Regions from separate parts of the Mus musculus genome. Here region 1 is linked to region 2. Evidence: chromatin contacts called from public HiChIP or PLAC-seq data. All regions are on one chromosome and are shown on one strand. Each heading gives the region's core, a stretch centred on a gene start, on an enhancer-like site or on the middle of the called end of the contact. The rest is flanking DNA. Distances are from core to core; before and after follow the strand shown. Region 1 holds the start of Trpv2 (transient receptor potential cation channel, subfamily V, member 2). Region 2 overlaps Ncor1 (nuclear receptor co-repressor 1).

Evidence for each region. HiChIP or PLAC-seq counts read pairs in DNA pulled down with a chosen protein or histone mark.
Region 1: an H3K4me3 HiChIP or PLAC-seq map of bone marrow-derived macrophages shows a contact between it and region 2, with 3 times the contacts expected there. The contact joins the promoter of Trpv2 here to the enhancer-like site in region 2. A contact is called at or near these places in 5 of 39 promoter capture datasets (the C10 cell line, cranial neural crest, embryonic stem cells and 2 more), 3 of 484 Hi-C or Micro-C datasets (MC3T3-E1-derived osteoblasts, brown adipocytes and nephron progenitors), 5 of 115 datasets of contacts at active chromatin or transcription factors (bone marrow-derived macrophages, craniofacial prominence, embryonic hindbrain and 2 more) and 4 of 9 other capture datasets (adipose tissue, embryonic stem cells, liver and 1 more).

What each region holds. Positions count from the first base shown.
Region 1 is chr11:62,574,064-62,577,522 of GRCm38.p6, reverse strand. It overlaps Trpv2 (transient receptor potential cation channel, subfamily V, member 2), which reads right to left and starts at 1,896. Exons shown (of 15, transcript NM_001382489.1): 1 at 1,398-1,896.
Region 2 is chr11:62,369,973-62,373,557 of GRCm38.p6, reverse strand. Ncor1 (nuclear receptor co-repressor 1) reads left to right here. Exons shown (of 45, transcript NM_001252313.1): 19 at 1-482. Among named protein-coding and RNA genes, the nearest start is that of Ncor1, 67 kb to the left of the region's middle. Within about 2 kb of position 2,262, at least 1 of the 459 cell types and tissues checked has an H3K27ac peak or open chromatin away from gene starts, as enhancers often do. A contact at or near this core is called in bone marrow-derived macrophages, where this site is marked.

The DNA of each region.
Region 1 (3,459 bases), core at 647-3,146, 200 kb before region 2:
TAAACCCAGCGTTCAGGAGGCAGAGGCCAGCCAGGTCTACATAGTGAGTTCCAGGACCAAGGCTACATAATGAGACCCTGCCTCAAAAAACAAAAACAAAAACAAAAACAAAACAAAAAAAACAACAAAAACAAAACAAAACAACAACAACAGAAGGGGTGTGTATGTGTAGGAAGGAGAGTGGGAAACTGTTAGCTTTCCAAGAGGGAAAATCAGCGGTGAAGGAGAGAGGCAGTGTCAGGAAGATGTGCTGGGAGCAGGGACCTGACAGAGTTGTCACTTTGATATTATCTCACAGGAAGTCAGGACTGTCTTTATCCCCCTTGGGAATTTCTGATGTTCAAGAAGACTCAAATCCTATTTAGGGGTGAGAATGCTTGTGTTCACAACCCCACCCATTCTCTACCTGATATCAAGCCCAGTGCCCAATGGTACAGACAGATAAAACTTCAGTTGTTTGGCCAGCACAGGCCACGAAACCCTTAATGTAGAGAGGGAGCGATCCAGGGAACTACTGGTCTATCAGACCCTTCCTTTTGCTGCCAGAACAACCGCGACTCAGAAAAGAGAAGTGAGTTGCCACCTCGCTTCGTGTCCTGATGGTCCTCTTCAGTTCTCAGAACCCAATTACGTTCGTTTCCAGTCTGACTCATATCTGAGGGTATAAGACACCACCTCCGAAGGGGCTTTAGAGCTGGCAAGCGCTATCTGCCTTCCCACCTCAAACTGCACACTGGGTCTGGGGTTAGCTGACAGCTAACCTCACCCTCAACAGAAACAGCAACCACAGCCTCCATCACGTGGCCGGGGCTGGGACCTAGTTAGAGCTGGGGAGCCTCTGTCTTCCTCAGAGTTCAGAAACCGGAAGGAAAGAATCAGAGCCGGTCAGAAGACAGTGGGGGTAGGAAAAAGGGGCAGGGAACAGGTTGGTAGAAATAAGGGACAGAAAAAAACAGGGCCAAGAGAGGAAGCGGTAGTGTGGCCCCGGCCCACTCTCAATTTGTTACAGGATCCCAGTACACTCAGAGAACTGGGTGGGGCATTTTCCACAATAGCCAGGGGGCCTGACTGAGGTTTCACTTCTCTGCCCACCTTAGTAGGACATGGGCATCCTCCTTTTGCGCAGTCTAGCTTCCACCCTCAAGCAAATCCTGGCAGACGCTGCGTCTGACATCATTCCCAACCCCCAGCAGCAACAACTGTCTTCCAGAGGCTGTCTACCTTACCTCCTGGGATCCCCATTCTGGCAGCAGAGAAAGAGGCCTGGAGGTTCAGGGAGCCAGATCCCACGCAGACCCTTATTCCAAGATGGAGATGCCGGGAGACCAATCCAATCATTCACTGTCATACTTCCAGACGCAACCCCTAGGACATCCTGAAATAGCCCATCGACTTACCCCTCAGGCTGAAGTCAAGGCGTAGCGGCAGCAGACTACAAGCCAGGATCACCAAGCCTAGCGGGACTCTCCAGCAGCGGGGATTGAGAGAGGAAGTGCCGCGGAAGCCTCCGTAGCTGGCCGTAGCTTTCTCTGTATCGTCCACCCTCCACCTGTTCGTCGCACACAGTGGATAGTGCGGGCTTAACGCCAACCTGTCAAGGACCAGTGACTGGCCACTGGGCTGATCATCAGGACCACTGGCCACACCCTGCTTTCGCGAGACACGCCCTGCTCCTCCATCGGTGCACTTCCACCCACAACTGTAGCCAGAGAAGCCCCTGGGGCAGTCAGAGGAAGTTCTGGGGTGGTGGGACCTAGGCTTGGGTGGAAGCTGGCACAGGTGTGGGATTCATGCCCTAAAACACTGACGCCCACCCCTCCTGATTCTTAACACCGTGTGCCCTCCCCCGGCCATTTGGTTCATCACTGTCCGACCCAAGGGAGAGAAGAATGGGATAGCCCCAGAGAGAGAAGAGGTTCAGTCTAGCATTTGCCCCAGAGAATGCAGCCCAACCCATCCAGCCATTATTTCCATCTAAGGAAGATTCGCTCAGCGTCCTGACCCCAGGGATCCCCCGAGTATCCATTTACAAGGGCACTTCCAGAAACAGCCAGCAGGTGGCAACCGTGTGGCCAACAGGAATGGCTGAAATTGTACAGCCCCGGCACTGCCAGGGAGAACAAGGACCAGCTCTCCCTCTCTTTTTCGCCGGAAGACCTCTGTCCTTGCTCCACATCCCAAATTTTGTTTGATTGGTCCAAAGCACTAATTTCTCTCCCGTGAGAATGTTCTACCAAACCGGTCCCCCTGCTTCTCCGCTGCTACACTCATACGTCACACCCCATTCTTATACCAACTAAGGTGGTCTGCTAAAAATATAAACCAGGGGCCAGCGTTTAGCTTTAATGGTAGACTTAGTGGCATATGTAAGGCCCTGTGTTTGACCCCCAGTATCAGTAATCAAAGAAAAACTAAATAACAAAAATTAATTAATTAATGTCACCCCCACCTCCAAGCCACTTTTTCATAGCACTAAAAATAAAACCCAAACTTCATACAACAACCTCATGCAGCCCAGAGGCCCGCCCCAGTCATGTCACCTTCACCATGCTACACTCCAGACCTGTACCGTCCAGTATGGCAGTCATTAGCCACGGCAGCTATTTAGATTTTAGTTTGGTTTACACTTTTACCTGCGGCAAGGACTTGATATGAAACCAACTGTGGCAATCCTCCTGCCTCTCTCTCTACAGTGCTGGTGTTATAACTGTGCCTCCATGGTTGGTCATCTTTCAGATGAGTCCACTGTAAGGCAAAACTCAGCAAATACTAGCTGGCATGGCCCTCCACTCTTCCCAAATATGTCCTGTTTTCTCTGTAGTACAAGCTGTCTCACCTGCTAGGAGCAACAAGCAACACACACACACACACACACACACATATACGCACACACACAGTAGCATCGCCATCATGGCCACATACCTTAGTTCTAAGCATCTTCTGCTTGTGTTTGTGTTTCTTTGTTGGTTTTATAGTGCTTGAACATGGGCATGCCAGGCCAGCCTCTACCACAGCTTCCTGCTCTATTTTCTGTTTAAACATCACTTCCTCTCAGTAGAGCTAGACCAGCTAGACCCTAAACTGGGGGGAGGGGCCCTAGAAACGTACTCCTAAGACACCTGCCTTGCCCCTGGCAGAGGCTGATTTGTACTGTGCTGCCTGCCCCCTATAATAACATACTTAGCCATCCACTGTTGCTCAAATGTGCTTAGGACTGCAAGTGCAGAGTAATGCCAGCACTTCTGTTTAGCTGGGCGAGGCCCCAAGAGGTGACTCCTTGCAGCAGGAACCAAGCCACGTATATGCATTTAAGCAATCAACTTCATAAATGTTTAAATCTATGCTTAAAATTTCCTTTAACAAACTCTGTTTTTTTTAAGCAGTTACTTCATATTAGCTTTTTTTTTTTTTTTTTTTTTTTTTTTTTTTTTTTTTTTCTATGAAGACAAGGCTCCAACT
Region 2 (3,585 bases), core at 1,013-3,512:
AGTGAAGACAGCAGTGAAAATGCTGCTTCTCGAGGAAACACCGAGCCTGTGGCTGAGCTTGAGGCCACCACTGACCCTGCACCCTGTGCATCTCCCTCTTCAGCAGTTCCAACCACAAAACCAGCAGAAAGGGAAAGCGTGGAGGCCCAGGTGACCGACAGCGCCAGTGCTGAGACCGCAGAGCCGATGGACGTAGACCATGAGGAGTGCGGTGCCGAGGGCAGTTCTGTTCTTGATCCACCAGCCCCTACCAAAGCCGACTCCGTGGACCCAGAAATGCAGGTACCAGAAAATACTGCGTCTAAAGGTGAAGGGGATGCCAAGGAAAGAGACTTGGAGAGCACCAGTGAGAAGACAGAGGCTAGAGATGAAGACGTGGTAGTGGCTGAACAGATCGAGAGGCCTGAGCCACAGTCAGACGACGACTCCAGTGCCACTTGCAGTGCGGATGAGGGTGTGGATGGAGAGCCAGAGAGGCAGAGGTGAGACTGACCTTGTTTCTTCTCTACTGTTCTCTGGCTCTGTCAGAACAGTTCTGTCCACAGAGGTGCCTGTAAGAGACTGGCAAGCTCCTAGCAGTCCATGGTTTTAATATTGAGCAATTGTGTGGCTTTGGTGTTTGTTGTTTTTAAATGACACAAATGATAAATATCTTCTATATCTGTATTGTTACATATAGTCTGTGATAGGGAGGGGGCAGGCTGATATTCAGCCAACAGAGTTAGGAATAACACCACAAACAAATTGTGGATCCTAACATTTGGCAGCAGTGGTGGATGGTGAAGAGGTAGAAATGAAGAGCCTTGGCTTTAACTCTGGGTTTGTCTAAGTTGGTTGGACTTCCAAAGATAGTTTGTCTAGCCCACTGTTATATATTAAAGAGAATGCTCCAAGGATAAATGTTGGTGTTAAAATGTTTTGAAAATGTTATTATTTGGGGAGTTTGGGGGACAGGCATTTGTTATGAGATCAGATTGGGCTTGAACTTGATAATTAGCCCAGGCTGGGCTTATATTTCTGTTACTCCTTCGGTCTCCTAGTACTAGGATTACAGACATGTCTGTGATGAGGGCTCGCTCCTTCCTTCCTTCCTTCCTTCCTTCCTTCCTTCCTTCCTTCCTTCCTTCCTTCCTTCCTTCCGTTCTTTTTTCCTTTCCTTTCCTTTCCTTTCCTCTCCCTCTCCCTCTCCCTCTCCCTCTCCCTCTCCCTCCCCTCCCCTCCCCTCCCCCTTCCCCTCCCCCTCCCCCTCCCCCTTCCCCTCCCCTTTCCTTTCCTTTCCTTTTTGCGTTGCTGAGGACCAGAGCTCGAGCATTACGCATGCAGTGTGAGTGTCCTCACTAAGCTGTGCCCATCCCCTGAGGATTCGGGAGCTCATAACTAAATGCACACCAGCAGACATTATATTATTATATTGACTTTTTATATTGGTTATAATTTTAAATTAGTCATGTTTATGATATAAAATATCAGATAAGTTAATTATTTAGGTTTTATCTGTGAAGAAGAGAGCATGTGTACCGTGGTCAGAAAGCACTTAGGGGAGTTGGCTTTGTCTCCTCACCCTATGGGTTCCAAGGCTTGGACTGTATTCACTGAGCTCAGTGACAGGTGCTTTTACCTGCTGAGTCATCTCACCAGCTTGCAGATGAATTTAGTCATTAAAGGCAAATTTATAATAAAAATGCATAATAGCTGCAGGGCTTTTATAATGACATTTTACAGAAATAGATAGTAATTTGATAATTTTTGATAATATCAGGGCGTTCCATTTTCTTTGAAAGAAATGTAATCACTTATAATCAGAGATATTGGATTGTTACAGATTCCAAAAATGAAGCAAGACTAAAATTGTTATAAAATTACACATTCTCCCCCTCAAAACCTGTTTACTTTTAATAATATTAAGATGAATGAGCTTCTCATTAGAAGTCATATTCTACTCAGAGCTTAGGTTTGTGCAATGTGCTCTGACATATCACTATACATGTTTATACTTATTGCTCTAATTTGTATTGATATAGGTACTATAGTGACTCCTGAAGAGAGTCAGCTGCTAGATGGGGATGTTGTCTAATATCCATTTGTTGGAAAATGCAGTCATCTAGTTCACTCTTTGTCCAATTAAAAACATTTAATTGATGGCTTATGTACAGTTTCAGGGGTTTAATCCAAATTATCAGCATGGCAGGGAGTGTGACTGCACACAGGCAGGCATGGCACTAGGGTAGTAGCTGACAGTTCTACATCTGGATCTGCAGCCAGCAGGAAGAGGGCTGGGAAGGGGGCTTTTGAAACCTCAAGGCTGGGGTGCTTTGGAAAAGGAAGAACCAGAATAGAGAAAGAGGAAGAAGGAAAATTAATTTAAAAGGCAAACCAAAAGAAAGAAGCATAGTAAGCATTTCATTTTGATATTAAAGGGCATTTGTGGTAATGCAGATCTTTTTGACAAATCCCAAAAAAAGAAAAGTCTCCATCAAACATTTTCTGCCTTTGAGAGAACTTGGATTTTAAAAATAAGAAACATTTTTATATTGTTTCATCTTTGTCTTTCATCTCATAATACTCTAGAATTCATTTAAATTGTCCAGGTTTTTTTTTTTTTTATATATACATGCGTGCATATGTGTGTGTGTGTCCATCCATTTCCTAGGTGGAGATGAGAACAACTTGCACGAATTGGTTCTCCCCTTCTACTCTGTGATTTGCAAGGACTGACGTCAGTTGTTTATTTGGCAACAAACATCTTTATCCTCCGAGTTATCTTGAGGTCTAGCTCCAGTCTTTATCTAGAGTAATATACATGGATTAAAGCACTGTTGCCTTTTTCATCTTTAATAAGAATTACTTATGTTTTGTGCTGTTAGGTTTGTTAACTTTATTATATAAGAAGGAAACTTAGGACACCCTTGGCGTAAGACAGGGCGCACCGTGAGACGCTTGTTACGGTCAGCAGCTGCTCGATGGCAGAGCAGACATCCTCGGTTTGATCCCCACCACGACCACCACCAAAAATGAGAAGCTCCTCACTCAGAAAAAACAAATTATTGTAGAATTATGGTGAACACTGAATAAAATTCTAAACCTATAAAACTTTTAAGATGTTAAAATGGTATTTTCAGTTTTCTACATCTTTAATATCAGCTTTCAAGAATGCAGTTTGTATGTCAAGTTTCTTTATAAATTCTTATTTTTCCTACCAGTCCACAGATTTAAAATCATTTCTCTTTAGCCAGTGTCCATTAAGGCTATACAATACATCATTTTATTGTGTGTATGTGTATAAAATATACCAAGTTCACATATATTGGACATCCTAACTCCTGTGTAGCTATTGGAGACAAGTGAAAGAGGTGCTGTGAGAAATGTCTGGGTGGGGCTGTAAGAACAGAGGGAGACATGTCTGTGGATCTGCTATGTGGAAATGCTGACTCAACATTTTACATTAGTAAGAAGCCTGATGCTTGGAATTTAGGGTTAAATTCTCAAATTTTAAATGGCCAGTTGCTTCTAGTCTGTGATCCCAGGAAAACACTCTATAATAGGGAACTAGTTTTTTTGTTGTCATTTTTGTTTTTAATGATCACA